Linked DNA regions of Sus scrofa: region 2 is linked to region 1. The links are chromatin contacts, called in public promoter capture Hi-C maps. All regions are on one chromosome and are shown on one strand. The core of a region is the stretch at or near the end of the contact, and the rest is flanking DNA. Distances in the headings are between cores, read along the strand shown. Region 1 holds the start of RASL10B (ras-like protein family member 10B). Region 2 holds the start of AP2B1 (adaptor-related protein complex 2, beta 1 subunit).

Region 1 (6,644 bases), core at 2,836-5,335:
TTCCTCTTCTACAATAATGTTCACGTAGAAACATTAGAAGTTGAAAAAGGCTCAAGTACTTTCAGGCCGGGTCTCTGCCCATCGTGTGAATTGAGGGCTTTATCCCCATATTTCAGGTGAGGTGGGGCAAAATTAAATCTTCTGGCTCCCTCTGTCCTTATTGCTACATTACAGCTTCCCTTCAGCCCACCGGAGATTTGTGATAGCCCCTCCCCACTCTGTGCCACCAGACCAACAGCCAGCCCTGCTAAGCCCCTCAGATCCCAGTGTGTTCAGTCTCCCAAAGCAGGGCACCCTGGCCGCAGACTTGCCCCTGAGATCGCGCCAGCCTCTCTGCCCCGACTCCCCATGGCAACTAGGAAATACTGAGATGGCAGGTACATTGTATCTGAAGCCAGAGAACAGCTGAGGACTCCCAGGTTGGAGCCTTCCTACTCCCACCTCAATGTATTGATGCTTTTTCTGGTTTTGCTTGGACCCAGATTTCTTTTCCCTGCCACCCCCAGCTCCAGGAGGCAAGAGCCTGTTTATTTTAATACCTGGTGTGGCACTTGGGAAAGATCACACCTCCCCCGTTGTTACCCATTTCTATCTCCTGAACACTAATCCTAGAATCCCAACCAGCCCCCAGACGTTATTAGCAACAAGGATGTTTCTTGAAAAGTTTCCGAGTTGGCTCCAAAGTTGCCGTCTCAGTTTCTCATTTAGCTTTTGCCCTGCCGTTCTTGATGCTGCCAACAAGGGGAAGGCTAATTTAGGGTTTGGATGGACCCAGATGGACCTAATTTCCGGGAGGATCCTTTTGAGACAGGACCGCCCCAACATTCTGAGCCTGAGAGAACTCCACTACCCCCCTTCCCCGCCAGGTAGGTGTTAGAGGGCGATGTGCAAGTCTAGCCCCTGGCCTTCCCTCCCTTGTTTCATTCACTCTCCGCTTCCTGTCAAAGCCCAGGATCTGATCGGAGTTCCTTTGTAGCCCAGTGGGTTAAAGACCTGGTGTTATCACTGCTGTGACTCAGGTCACCGCTGTGGCTTGGGTCTGTTCCCTGGCCCAGGAACTTCTATATGCCACAGGCCAAAGAGGAGTGCAAAAAGAGACCCCAGGATCTCGCCAGAGAGTCTGAAAGCCAGTGGGACCCTCGGCTATGATGGAGCAAGAGTGGAGTGGTAGGTTCGGGTCCTTGTTCTCTCTGTCCCACTCCGTGTATGGGGTTCAGATGCTGTGGGTGGGCCTCTGCCTCCCATTCCTTGGAGCCTCAGCTTGCACCTCAGGCATCCTCAGCTGAACCAGAGCCACAGTCTGAGGACAGAGCCTCTCATTTTTTCACCGAGGTACTCCGGATCACAGAATAGGCTCCTAGGGGCGTAACTTCCCAGCCCAAAGTGACTGGCCACAAACCAAAGTGACTCAACAGAGCCTTAAATTCAGGCACAGTTTACATTTATGTTAATACCATGGGTTTATTTTTTTATAGAAAATATAATGCTTTAAATGACCAATCATCGGAGTTCCCGTCGTGGATCAGTGGGTAGCGAATCTGACTAGCATCCATGAGGATGCAGGTTCAATCCCTGGCCTCCCTCAATGAGTCAAGGATCCGGCGTTTCCGTGAGCTGTGGTGTAGGTCACAGATGCAGCTCGGATCCCACGTTGCTGTGGCTATGGTATAGACCAGCAGCTACAGCTCCAGTTCCACCCCTAGCCTGGGAACCTCCATATGCTGCAGATACAGCCCTAAAAAGACGTATTGCTGCAGACCCACGCGAAGCCTCATAATGAACCTGTGGCTTTGTGTGCCCCTAGCATAGCTAAGGTGAGAGTTCTGAGCAGCCTGGCCACTGGGTGTGTGTGAGCATTACACGCTTTCTTATTTCTAGTCCCCTCTGGGCTGAAATGGAACCAGAATGGAGGGTCATGGCTGGGGGAGTAGACATAAAGCCGGGATCTTTGGGTAGGGTCAGGATGAAAGATTTTCAGATACAGTGGGGAGATTGGCAGTGTCCTGAACAATTTAATCAAATTAGGAGTTTCTTGGTGACCCCATTGCCATCCCACAGGGGCAGTAAGTCTGATGTCTCCAGAACAAAAGTGGTACTCCAGGAGAGGGCCTCGATCCTTCTAGGCCCTGTAATTGTTTTAGTTGCTGCCCTGGCCCTTCTCAAAGCCCCGCCCCAGCACCTGGGAGCCTTTCTAGACTACCCGGAAATGCTTTGCCAAGGAGGCATTCACCCTTCCCTCTGAATGGCTGTGTCTCCAAAACAGAGAGGGAGAACTAAAGGCCACACAGGGAGACTCCACTCCAGGCCCTGCATTAGGGACTTGACACACCACAGGCTCCTTTATGCCCTGGGGACCGCTGATCACCTCTCCCTCTTACAAATAAGGCGCAGAATTCAGAGAGTTCAAGTTACCTGCCCCCAGTCACACAGCATGTAGTAGGGCCTAGATCTAAATTCAGATCCGCCTGATTCCGAAGCTCAGGTTCTGAACCACTAGGCTCAGTGGACGGACAGGAGAAGGATGGGGAGCGACTGGGGGTGTGTGTAAAATGCAGAGCCTGCAGAGAGGTGGAAAATGGTCCTGTGAAGAGCTGGGCTGAGAGTACTAAAAAGAACAAAAGAACGGAAAGTCACAGCACGGATGCTGGGTCCCGGGAGTTAAAATACTTGGGAGATGTTCCCTGCTTCCCTGCTCCTCCTCCCTGCCCTACAGGCACCCAAAGGCCACTTTGTCCTGCTTCAAAACCGCTCAGGCCTTCTAGGCTTCCCCAGCCAGACAGGGCTAGGTCCAAATTCCTTACCTGGCAATCAAGGCCCCTGTGACTTCTCAACCAACTTCTCAGCCTCCTCTCCTCATTTTCAGGACCCTAGGCCCCTTTCCTCCACTCCCTTCTCAAACCTCTGTAAGTGGCTCCCAACTTCTCTCATCTGTAGCACCGTGGTGTGTCTGCTTCAGGTTGCCCCACTGAATGAACTGTGGCACTAAGCCAAGTTCAAGTTCAGTGGTGGCTGCTCTGCAGGAGGCCAATCTTTTTTTTTTAGGGCTGCACTTGTGACATACAGAAGTTCCCAGGCTAGGAATTGAATCAGAGCTGCAGCTGGCCTACATCACAGCCACAGCAACGCCAGATCCAAGCTGCGTCTGTGACCTACACCACAGCTCAGGGCCATGCTGGATCCTTAACCCCCTAAATGAGGCCAGGGATCGAACCTTCGCCCTCACGGATACTAGTCAGGTTTATTACCTCTGAGCTGTAACAGGAACTCCCCAGACCGCCCCCCCATCTTTGTATTCCATTTTACACTTCATTTAAGACCAAGTCACTCAGCCTCTCTCAGCCTTATCTGTAAAAATGGGGGAAACAAGACCACCTCAGAGTAGTGTGAGGATTAAATTTGAAGATGCTAGCAAAGCCTGGAGCACACTGGCACATAGTACATGCTCATTAAATGTTAACTAGCCACAGTGAATGACACTGACCATGCCTGTTTTAGAATAAATACAAAGCGATTCTGCCCTCGACCCAGGCAAAAGGGGGCGTCTCCCAGGCTGGAGAGGAGAGGAGAGGGAGCGGTGCTTGTAGGGGACGGAGGTCGTTCATTGGGCGGGGATTAGCTTTGCTTTGCTAGCCGGCTCTGTCTTCCTTTCACTGCTGCAGTGAAGGGTGAGAGGGACCACCCTTTGTCAGTCCTCTAGCGGTTGGAGTAGAGTCTGGATGCCGCCTGGAGCACACCGTGCAAAGCACACAGTGGGCGCCTGTCCAGTGACTGAACTGGGAAGGGTCAAAGGACAGGCGTACTGAGGGAACCTGGGGTGTTTGTTGGAGGCGGGGGGAGGGAAGGATATGGAGTGAAGCAAAAGGCTGCGGGGTCTCTCCGTCCCTCTCTCCCACCCCTCCAGGTTAGAGCTGAAAATACCGCAGGGAGAGTCGGGAGGGGTGAAGGTCAAGGCTCGGGATGAAAAGAATCTGTCCAGGACCGCCAAGGGAACATGTCAGGCTCAGGGACCCTGCGGAACGCCAGCCAGGCACGCCCCCCCCCGCCCGCCCGCCCGCCCGCCCCGCCGCCTCGCCGGCTCCCGCCTCCTCCTCCTTCCAGCGCGAGCGGGCGGCGCGCTCCGGAGGGAGAGCCGGGCTGGAGGTTTCCTACCCCCTCGGCGGCCAGCACCTGCCCCCCCCGCGCCCGCCCTGAGCCCGCCCCGAGTCCGCCCCGACTGAGCGGCCGGGGGCGCCCCCACCTCTCTCCCCCCGGGCCGGGGAGCCGGGGGGCAGCGCCGGAGCCCGGGGGAGCGCGGCCCCGCCGGCCGGCCGGCCCGGGCAGGGAGCAGCTAGGACGGCCCCGGGTAAGCGCCGGGAGGCGGGGGAGCGGGAGGGCCGGGGCCTGGGGGGGTCGGTGGGGGGGCGATGGGGGAGACGGCCGCGGCGCCGGGGGACCCCGGGCGAGGAGCAAGGAAGGGGCCGGCGGGCTGGCGGGGAAGCGGCGCGGGGCAGCCACGTGAGAGCTGGAGCTGGGGTGGGGGGGTGCCTGCAAGGTCCTGGAGGCGGAGAGCAGGCTGGGCTCTTGTATCCCCCCCACCCCAACTCCTACCAATCAGGTCATAGGGAGCTCAGTATCCTCCCGACGCCCCCACCCACCCTCTCCCACATGAATGTGCTGGGGACAGACAGCGGCCAGACGTGTGACTCGGCCCACGGGACCCGCAAAGCCCCCGCCCTCAGTCTGGGGCTGGAGACTCAGGTGTCCAGGCCCAGGGGAGGGGACCAAGAAGCAGGCTTTGGCCCCAGTGTATGTCCCCAGGCGGGCGCTGTCTGCAGACTCACTGCAGAGCACAGGCCTTGGGGAGGGAGGCTCGGGGGCCTGGGCCCTGCTTCTCCGGACAGCCCTCTTCCACCCCTCCCCAGCTGAGGATGTTGGATTAATAAACACTTTGACCCAGGACCCCTGCCTGGGAAGCAGGAGGGGGCACCAGTCACCTCTGAGTCAGAGACAGGGCCACACTTGGGCCTGGTGAGTTCTCGGGAGGCTGGCCCCAGCCGAGGGGCCTCTCTTGCACTCCCTTTCTTGGCTCCAGCACTGTGCCCTGATTTTATTTCCCAGCTATTCCCCCCGAAAGCGTAGATTTCTGGGCAGGGACTGTGGTGCCCAGGAGAAAGTGCAGGTAGGGTACCTCCTAGTTACCTCTAAGTTGCCACACCCAGGGAGAGGCAGGGACTCTTCTTGCATTCATTGCCCTGCCTTCCTCTCCTAAGATGCCCCCCGCCCCACCTGCTTGTGCTGGTTATGTAATTAACCCAGCCGAGGCTCTCTGCCAAGCTAACAGTGTCCAGGGATGCTGAGGGGCCTAGGGCCCTGGAGGGATTTGTGGGGAGAAGGGACTGGTACTTCCCCTAGTTGGGAGCTTTTATAAGTAGCTAAGTACTTGGTGGAGAAAAGACCCTGTGTGGGGCAGGAAGGAGATCGGGGTCCTAGTCTTAGTTGACAGCTCAACAGGCTATGTGGTCTTCATGTCCCTAAACCTTTGTGGGTTTTTGGTTTTGCTTTTACCGTCAATAAAATGAGAATTGCACACACACACGCACACACACACACACGCATGCACTGCATGTGCATGAGCATCAGTGCACAGTGACCCATCGGGGTTGCTAGGAGGTCCCACTGAGATCATGGAAAGCCTTAGATGAATGAAGGACCCCTATACATAGTAATGGCCACTGTTTATTGAGCACCTGCTCTGTGCAGCACAGGGCTTTACCCGTGTGACCTCACAACACCCTGTGAGGTTTCTTATCCAAGATCACACTTTAGGTGAGCAGCAGAGCTGGTGGATCTCACCCCAAATCCTGCCCTCAGTATACTATGCTGTATGTGCACCTGCCCAATGGATTGGGTCCCCTCAGCCAGGATGGACTGAGGGACATTGCACTGTGACTCTGCGGATGCAGAAAGAACATGCATCCACAGAGCAAACATGTATACATGCTGGAGATCATGGCCTCATCGGAACTCAGCAAACCCACGTACCCTGGACCCATTTAGCAGGCACTAGTGTCACCCTCCTGGGATTAGTCCCCAGACAGTGGGTCTCAGGCATGTACCAACTTCCCTGGTCACCATCTTCAACAGAAGGAGAAGGCAGCTGGCTAAGAGGTTTACTTGGGTGATCTCAGAAGTAGGGGCTGTTGACCCTACTTTGTGTGCAGAACGTAGCTCAGGTTGGGCAGGTGATTTGCCCTCTGACCCACAGCTGGGACACATCTAGCTGGGACATATGGACGAAAGTCACTGGAACTGAGCAAGCAAGGAGCTAATGAATCCATATCAAGGTCCAACCCCAGAGCAGCCCTTTCCAGGGCATCTGCTGTGTGCCAGGCCCTCTGAGCTCAGGGGGTTGCCAGAGAACCAGACCCAGCCCTTGGCCTGTGGCCTTTGCCAGCTAGAAGCACTAAACTTGGAAGCCGGAAGTACTGTGACACTGTAGAAAGGGAGAGCTGCCATTCCCAGCTGTGCAAGTGGCTCATGTCTTTCTCCCTCCAAGGCTTCTCTCCAAGGTGGGAACACCTGTCACCTGTAGTGACGAAGGATAACCACGTGGACATGCCGAGTGTGCAACAGGTGTCACACTCCAGAACCAAAGCCACCATCTA
Region 2 (6,644 bases), core at 2,289-4,788, 130 kb before region 1:
TTACTACAGCCAACAAAAAATAAACACCTAATCATAGATCCCACTCTTAGGTTTATGATGTAATAAATAAGACCCCAAAATTGATTGCATTTAAAGTTATTAAGAGTCATCAGGTTCAATATGGTGTGAATTTAATGGAAGAGATGATATCAGCTGGGAACAATGAGGCCATTCAAATTGGCTTAAACAGAAGGCCTATATTGGCCTATGTAACCAAAGAGAAGAGCATTTCTAACCTCACATTTTATCTCGGCTTCTCTCTGCCAGTTGCTTGCTTGCTTTTTTTTTTTTTTTTTTTTTTGTCTTTTTAAGGTCTCTCCTGTGGCATATGGAAGTTCCCAGGCTAGGGGTCGAATCAGAGCTACCACTGCCGGCCTACCCACAGCCGTAGTAACTCAGGATCCAAACCACCTCTATAACCTACACCACACAGCTCATGGCAACGCTGGATCCTTAACCCACTGAGCAAGGTCAGGGATCGAACCCACATCCTTGTGGATACTAGTTGGATTCATTTCTGCCTCGCCAAATCAGGAACTCCTGGCAGCTGCTTTCTAATACAGTGGTGTAACCTGGTATCTCCTGTGCCTCATATCAGGACCAGATGTCCACTGAAAGTTTTGTGGATTAGGTGGATCTCAAAAGATGAGAACATTTGGGGAAAGTCACAGTAGTGGTGACAGGGCTTTCCAGGCTAAGGGGGCAGCATGAAATACACTAATAAATAACATAATTTACAAATTGAATAAGAGGACTAGGATGGGGTGGTAGTGGGGGCTGGGAGAACAGAACCTTTTTGATCGGGTAATGAGGGAATGCCTTTATGAGATTACAGTTAAAATGAGACCTAAATGATGAGCCAGACAGCCATGTGTGGATTTGGGAGAAATGAGTATTAGGCAGGAGGGAGTGGTAGTTGTGAAAGTCCCGTGATAGGAAAAAGCTTGGCATATTTGAGGCCTGCAAGAGCTAACAAGGAGTGAAATGAAGGGAAGTGAGAAGTGGCTGGTAGGCAGTCCTGTGAGGTAGGCAGTTGCCAAACCACGAAGGCTCTTAAGGCTGTGGGAAGGAGACTGGATTTTAGTCTAAGTGTAATGAGAGCCATTGTAGGATTTATACACCAGAGTCATGACCAGGTTTATATTTTTAAGACGATCTTGTGCGGTATAATGTGTGCACTTTTTGGAATGTTTGTTGTATTTAAAAGTTGAAAATCTAGCTGCTATATGAACATGGTTAAGAAGAGAGTTGAGGTTTCTAGTACAGGCAAGAGGTGATGGTGTCTTGGACTAATGAGGTGAATAGAGGGAATTGGATGAATTTAAGAGATATTTTGAAATTAGGAGTGACAAATTGGAAATAGAATGAATATGGCAGTTAAAGAGAGAAAGCAAAAATGACCCCCAGGTTTCTGGCAGTGTGATTTGTTGAAACATTTGCAACCATAGTAAATATTTACATAGGTCATACTATGTGAAGGCATGACCTTAACCCACTGGGCAAGGCCAGGGATCGAACCTGCAACCTCATGGTTCCTAGTCAGATTCATTAAGCACTGAGCCATGATGGGAACTCCCTCTCCCATTTTATTGATGAGAAAACAAATAGAGAAAACTGGGAGGATAGATTTTGTACAAATTAGGAAACAAGTTGTTGAAAGATTTTGAACAGGAGAAAGGTAGGAATCAAAGATTTTTCTGGTGGCATCTTCTTTGCGAAATCCACCTCTATCTTCTTCGAGTTGTGTCTGGAACCAGTTATTTTAAACACCCCTCTGTATTCTTATGACTTGCTTAATTTGGGTGGAACACACATATAGAATTATCCATCAGTGTGGTTAGCAATTTTGTGGTAAAGTTTGGGGAACAGGTCAAGGCTAGAGAGAGATATTTTGAAGTCATGTGGGTAGGAAAAATAATTGAGCCAATGGTACAATACAATACAATTTAACAATGGTATTGCTAAAGGAATAGTGTAAAGAAAATGTATGAATATAGGAATCAACTTAAAAAAAAACTTTGCTATTCTCTCCATTGAATACCACCCTATATCTCTTTTCATTTATATGTTCATTTCATTAATATAGGGAATTATCTCTAACTCTTGTTACATAGGGAAGTTCCCAAGCTAGGGGGTTAAATGGGACCTGCAGGCCTATTCCCCTGCCATGGCAACATCAGATCCGAGCAGCATATCTGTGACCTACGCTGGATCCTTAACCCACTGAGTGAGGCTAGGCATAGAACCTGCATCCTCACAAAGAAAACTCGGGTCCTTAACCCGCTGAGCCACAATGGGACTTCCTTGTCTGTAACTCTTGTTTTCATTTCCTTCCCATCTATCTTCGCACTTCTGCAGCATGGGCTTTGCCTTCATTATCTCTGATGGTCTCAGCAATGACATCAAAGACCTTTGTGTTGCTAAATCCTTGGACACTTTTCAGCCCTTCCTCCTTTTCTCTATAGCAGCTGTTACTGTTGACCACTCATTCATACATTTATTCATTCAACAAATTTGGGGGAGGGAAGCTGGGCCTAAGAGATATATAGTTCTTATACTTTCATAGAACTCTAAAAACATCCTACATCATTACAACTGCTTGCTTTTCCTTCTACTTCTCTACCCTTAGTCCTGTTTGTATTTTGGTTTCCAAGCTTCTGCCTCAGGCTGTCTTCCTATCTTTTTTGGTTAAATACTTTATTATTATTACTTAAGTTTTCTTAAATTACTCAATGAATTACATTTATAGTTGTACAGTGATCATCACAATCCAATTTTATAGGATTTCCATCCCACAACCCCAGCACACCCCCCCCCCATTATTACTTAAGATTAAGGTGGGATGTTTTGAGGGGAAGGTGCAGAGATTTTTGGATCTTGGTTTCTGAAGGAGGCTGCTTTTGTGCCAGCACCCATATTACATGCTAGGCATATTATCTACTTAATCCAGTTAAAACTTCACAAACTGGATTGAGTTATATCATTGGCTTTATTTTATAGGTAAGAACGCTAAGGTTGAGACATTAAGTTACTTTCATAATCACATTCAGGACAGGGATTCGAACTCAGCTCTGATGCTATGTTAGCCTCTTTTCCTTGCCCCACTCTCCTCCAGTCCCACTGGATCACCATTGGGCTGGATCACCATTGTTCACTTCCTTGAATTGGCCAGGAAAATTAGCCGGGGTTTTTTGTTTTTAACAGAAAGCAACAGGGGATTTTTACCGTATGTGTAAATTTTTAAAGAATACCTACGCGAGGAAACAAATTCCAAAGACTATCAGCTTGTTTAATAGATCCCTTAGGAGAGCCACTGAACTTCCTCAGAGGCCTTGACCTCAGGTCTCTCCCTGCCGCGCAAAATTTTTTCGTCTCCAAGGCGACAGAGAGCGCTGCCTTTCTGGTGCTCTCGCGCGCCTGGATGACGCCACGCGGCGAGGTTCTCTGACGTCAGGGGCTTCCTGTCCTCCATCTTTGTCCCTGGCAAAGTGGGTTTTGCGCAGTGGCTTAGACCTGGAGAAGGAGTCGTGACGTGCAGGAAACCATTACAACACCGCTCGGGCCGTGCTCTCTGGCCGCTGCCGCCACCCCCACCCTTGCCTCCGGTGAGTTCAAGGCGGCTAACTTTGGGGTGTGTCCCTCTTTGATGGGCAAGGGGGAACCCCAGGTTAGGTTGGAGACGAGCGGAGGAGAGGAAATCCTAGGAGCGTGACCGTTGAGGAGGGAGTGAGCCGTCGGGTGTGACCGTTGTGAGGAATAGGGTTGGAGAAAGGGACTCCACCGCTGAGGCGGGGCGGGGGAATCCTCGGGGTGGCAACTGGGAGTTGGGGGACACTGGGGGAAAGAAAGGTATATTTGAAGTCGGGGGATTACGAGGGCCATGGGCCAGGGGTGTGGCCAGTAAAGACTGGAGGCCAGGGGGAGACCCTTCCTTCCCGGTTTGGCGTCGTTCATTGAGAGGCTGGGACGTGTCCAGCCAGTAGAAGGGAAAAGGGATTCCCCCAAAGCTTTGCTCATTGATAAGCAATCCTCGCCAGTCTCCCGTCGTTTTGAGGTTGAGACACCTCTTCCCCACCTTGTAATGGAGGAACCTATCCCTAGAGTCATGACCATCTGGGGGGAGGAGGAGGAATTCCTGACGTTGGAGAAAGGGAAGAAAAACCTCCGGAATTGACCCTATGTAGGGGGAGGGAAGCAAGTGGGAGTAAATCTTAGCCCGGAATTTTTTCTTTCTGGTCTTAGCAGGAATGGTCTGGTTTGAGAAAGACTGTAGATTAAGACAGAGGTAAAGACACGGGAACTTCCTGTTATTCCATATATATTCTTTGAATCCGAAGAATTGATTCATGCTGTTTTCAGAGCACCCTTCTTTTTGGGGGCAGGCTTTTTTTTGAACTCTTTCATTACGAAGTTGTCATTATGCTGCCTCATTATGAAGCAGTGTGAATAAAATGTGGACGCTTCATTAAACTTTAACTTTTAAAAAGAAGTGTTTTTTAAATGCCAACACTGTTATAATTATTATGGTTTAAAAGAGAAAGTAAACGCCATAATTTTAGAAAAGGGAGAATGGCAAAGAAAGTGGTCTCTACGGGGAACAATTTAAATCATTAATCACCTTCCTGGTGTACTTCTATTGCTTAGCCTCAGGGTACACTTACAAAGTAATAATAGAAAGCAGATGAAGGAGGTGCAGCTGTACAAGAAAACGTGTAACACATTCCAATGATGACTAAGCGTGGTGGTAAGGTGAGAACTCTTTGCAGGTATCTTAACATTTTAAACTCCCAAAGAAGCAGAAAGCATAGTGTGTTCTGCTAATCGCCTCAGTGAAAGTTGGGTGGCAAAATTAATATAAGTTAACATTCTGTGATTGAAGAGACTCAAGGAAGTCCAGTTCAGAAGAACTTTTTCTTTTTTATACACGTCCATATTTTATTTATTTATTTACTTATTTTTGTCTTTGCCTTTTCTAGGGCGGCTCCCGTGGCACATGGAGGTTCCCAGACTAGGAGTCTAATCAGGGCTGTAGCCGCCAGCCTACACCAGAGCCACAGCAACGTGGGACCCTTAAACCCATATTTTAACCTGTTTTAGGCACAGGTTTTTTTTTTTTTTTTTTTGTCTTTTTGTCTTTTTGCCGTTTCTAGGGCCGCTCCCACGGCATATGGAGGTTCCCAGGTTAGGGGTTGAATCAGAGCTGTGGCTGCTGACCTAGGCCACAGCTACAGCAACACCAGATCCGAGCCTCGTCTGCAACCTATACCATAGCTCACGGCAACGCTGGATCGTTAACCCACTGAGCAAGGCCAGGGACCAAACCCGCAACCTCATGGTTCTAGTCGGATTTGTTAACCACTGTGCCACGACGGGAACTCCTAGGCACAGTTTTGAACCAAGGTGCATAGAATTAGATAGGACATGTTTTCCTTCCTTCCTTCTTTCTTTCCTTCCAGGCTTAAGTTTTCCAGAGTTTATTTCAGTTAAGAGTTGGATGTAAAACTTCTTTCCCACTGTATAGAACTAACAAATTACTTTGTAGTCAATTTTAAATGGAAATTACAGCTGTGTCTGTTGTAGTCAATTCTTGTAATTTCTTTTTTTTTTTGTCTTTTTGTCTTTTTTTGTTGTTGTTGTTGTTGCTATTTCTTGGGCCGCTCCCGCGGCATATGGAGGTTCCCAGGCCAGGGGTTGAATCGGAGCTGTAGCTGCCGGCCTACGCCAGAGCCACAGCAACGCAGGATCCGAGCCGCGTCTGCAACCTACACCACAGCTCACGGCAACGCCGGATCGTTAACCCACTGAGCAAGGGCAGGGACCGAACCCGCAACCTCATGGTTCCTAGTCGGATTCGTTAACCACTGCACCACGACGGGAACTCCCAATTCTTGTAATTTCTTATGCGATAAATGGTACCAGAAGATGCTATTGCCTTTGCATTATTGAAAATTCTAATTAGCACCGCTCACCTTTGTAATGAAAGATTGTAGAATGACCTTTTTGCTTTATAATTTGGTTTACTGTTTCACTTTTTCCCTATAAATACCAACTGTGTAAAGCCCAACTTTATGTGAAGAGAGGAGATTTAGTGGCCTCGCCAACTCTAATTTAGCTGCCATGTCCCAGAGAACCATTTGAAATTAACACCCTATTAATTTTTTTCTGGCCTGATTCTCTTTAGGGCAGTGGAAGGGGAGAGGAATAGTTGAGAAGGGACTTTTACAACCTATATTTAGTAGAAACTAGGTTATGTTAAATCTAGATGTATGATCTTGTACAGAGAGGCCTTTTCTGAAATGCAGTGACATCACACTCGGAGCTAGGAAAATAAGAGTAATTATGTTTTCGACTGTGGCAGCTTTATTTATTTATTTTTTAACATAGTGTCCCGAGGTCATAGCTCAGGTCCTCAGAACAGCCATGACTTGTCTAGCTTGATTTGGTGAAAAGATAGTGAGAGTTCCAACTCCACAATGGCTTTGCTTTCCCCTAGGGCTCTCCTGAGGAACACATTTTTTCTTCCCTAGGAGGAATTTAATTCTTGAGGCTCTTCAGCAAAATACTTGATTTGTTCCTTGAGCTCTATCTTGGCTGCCTTTTTTTGTTTTGTCTTCTAAAACAGACAACAGTTTTCATTATCCCAT

Evidence for each region. Promoter capture Hi-C pulls out the DNA fragments that hold promoters and counts their contacts.
Region 2: a promoter capture Hi-C map of liver shows a contact between it and region 1, with 3 times the contacts expected there. The contact joins the promoter of AP2B1 here to the promoter of RASL10B in region 1. A contact is called at or near these places in 1 of 5 promoter capture datasets (liver) and 1 of 2 datasets of contacts at active chromatin or transcription factors (alveolar macrophages).

Annotation. Positions count from the first base shown.
Region 1 is chr12:39,792,724-39,799,367 of Sscrofa11.1, reverse strand. It overlaps RASL10B (ras-like protein family member 10B), which reads left to right and starts at 4,085. Exons shown (of 3, transcript XM_021067407.1): 1 at 4,085-4,342.
Region 2 is chr12:39,923,772-39,930,415 of Sscrofa11.1, reverse strand. It overlaps AP2B1 (adaptor-related protein complex 2, beta 1 subunit), which reads left to right and starts at 3,538. Exons shown (of 22, transcript NM_001243183.1): 1 at 3,538-3,605.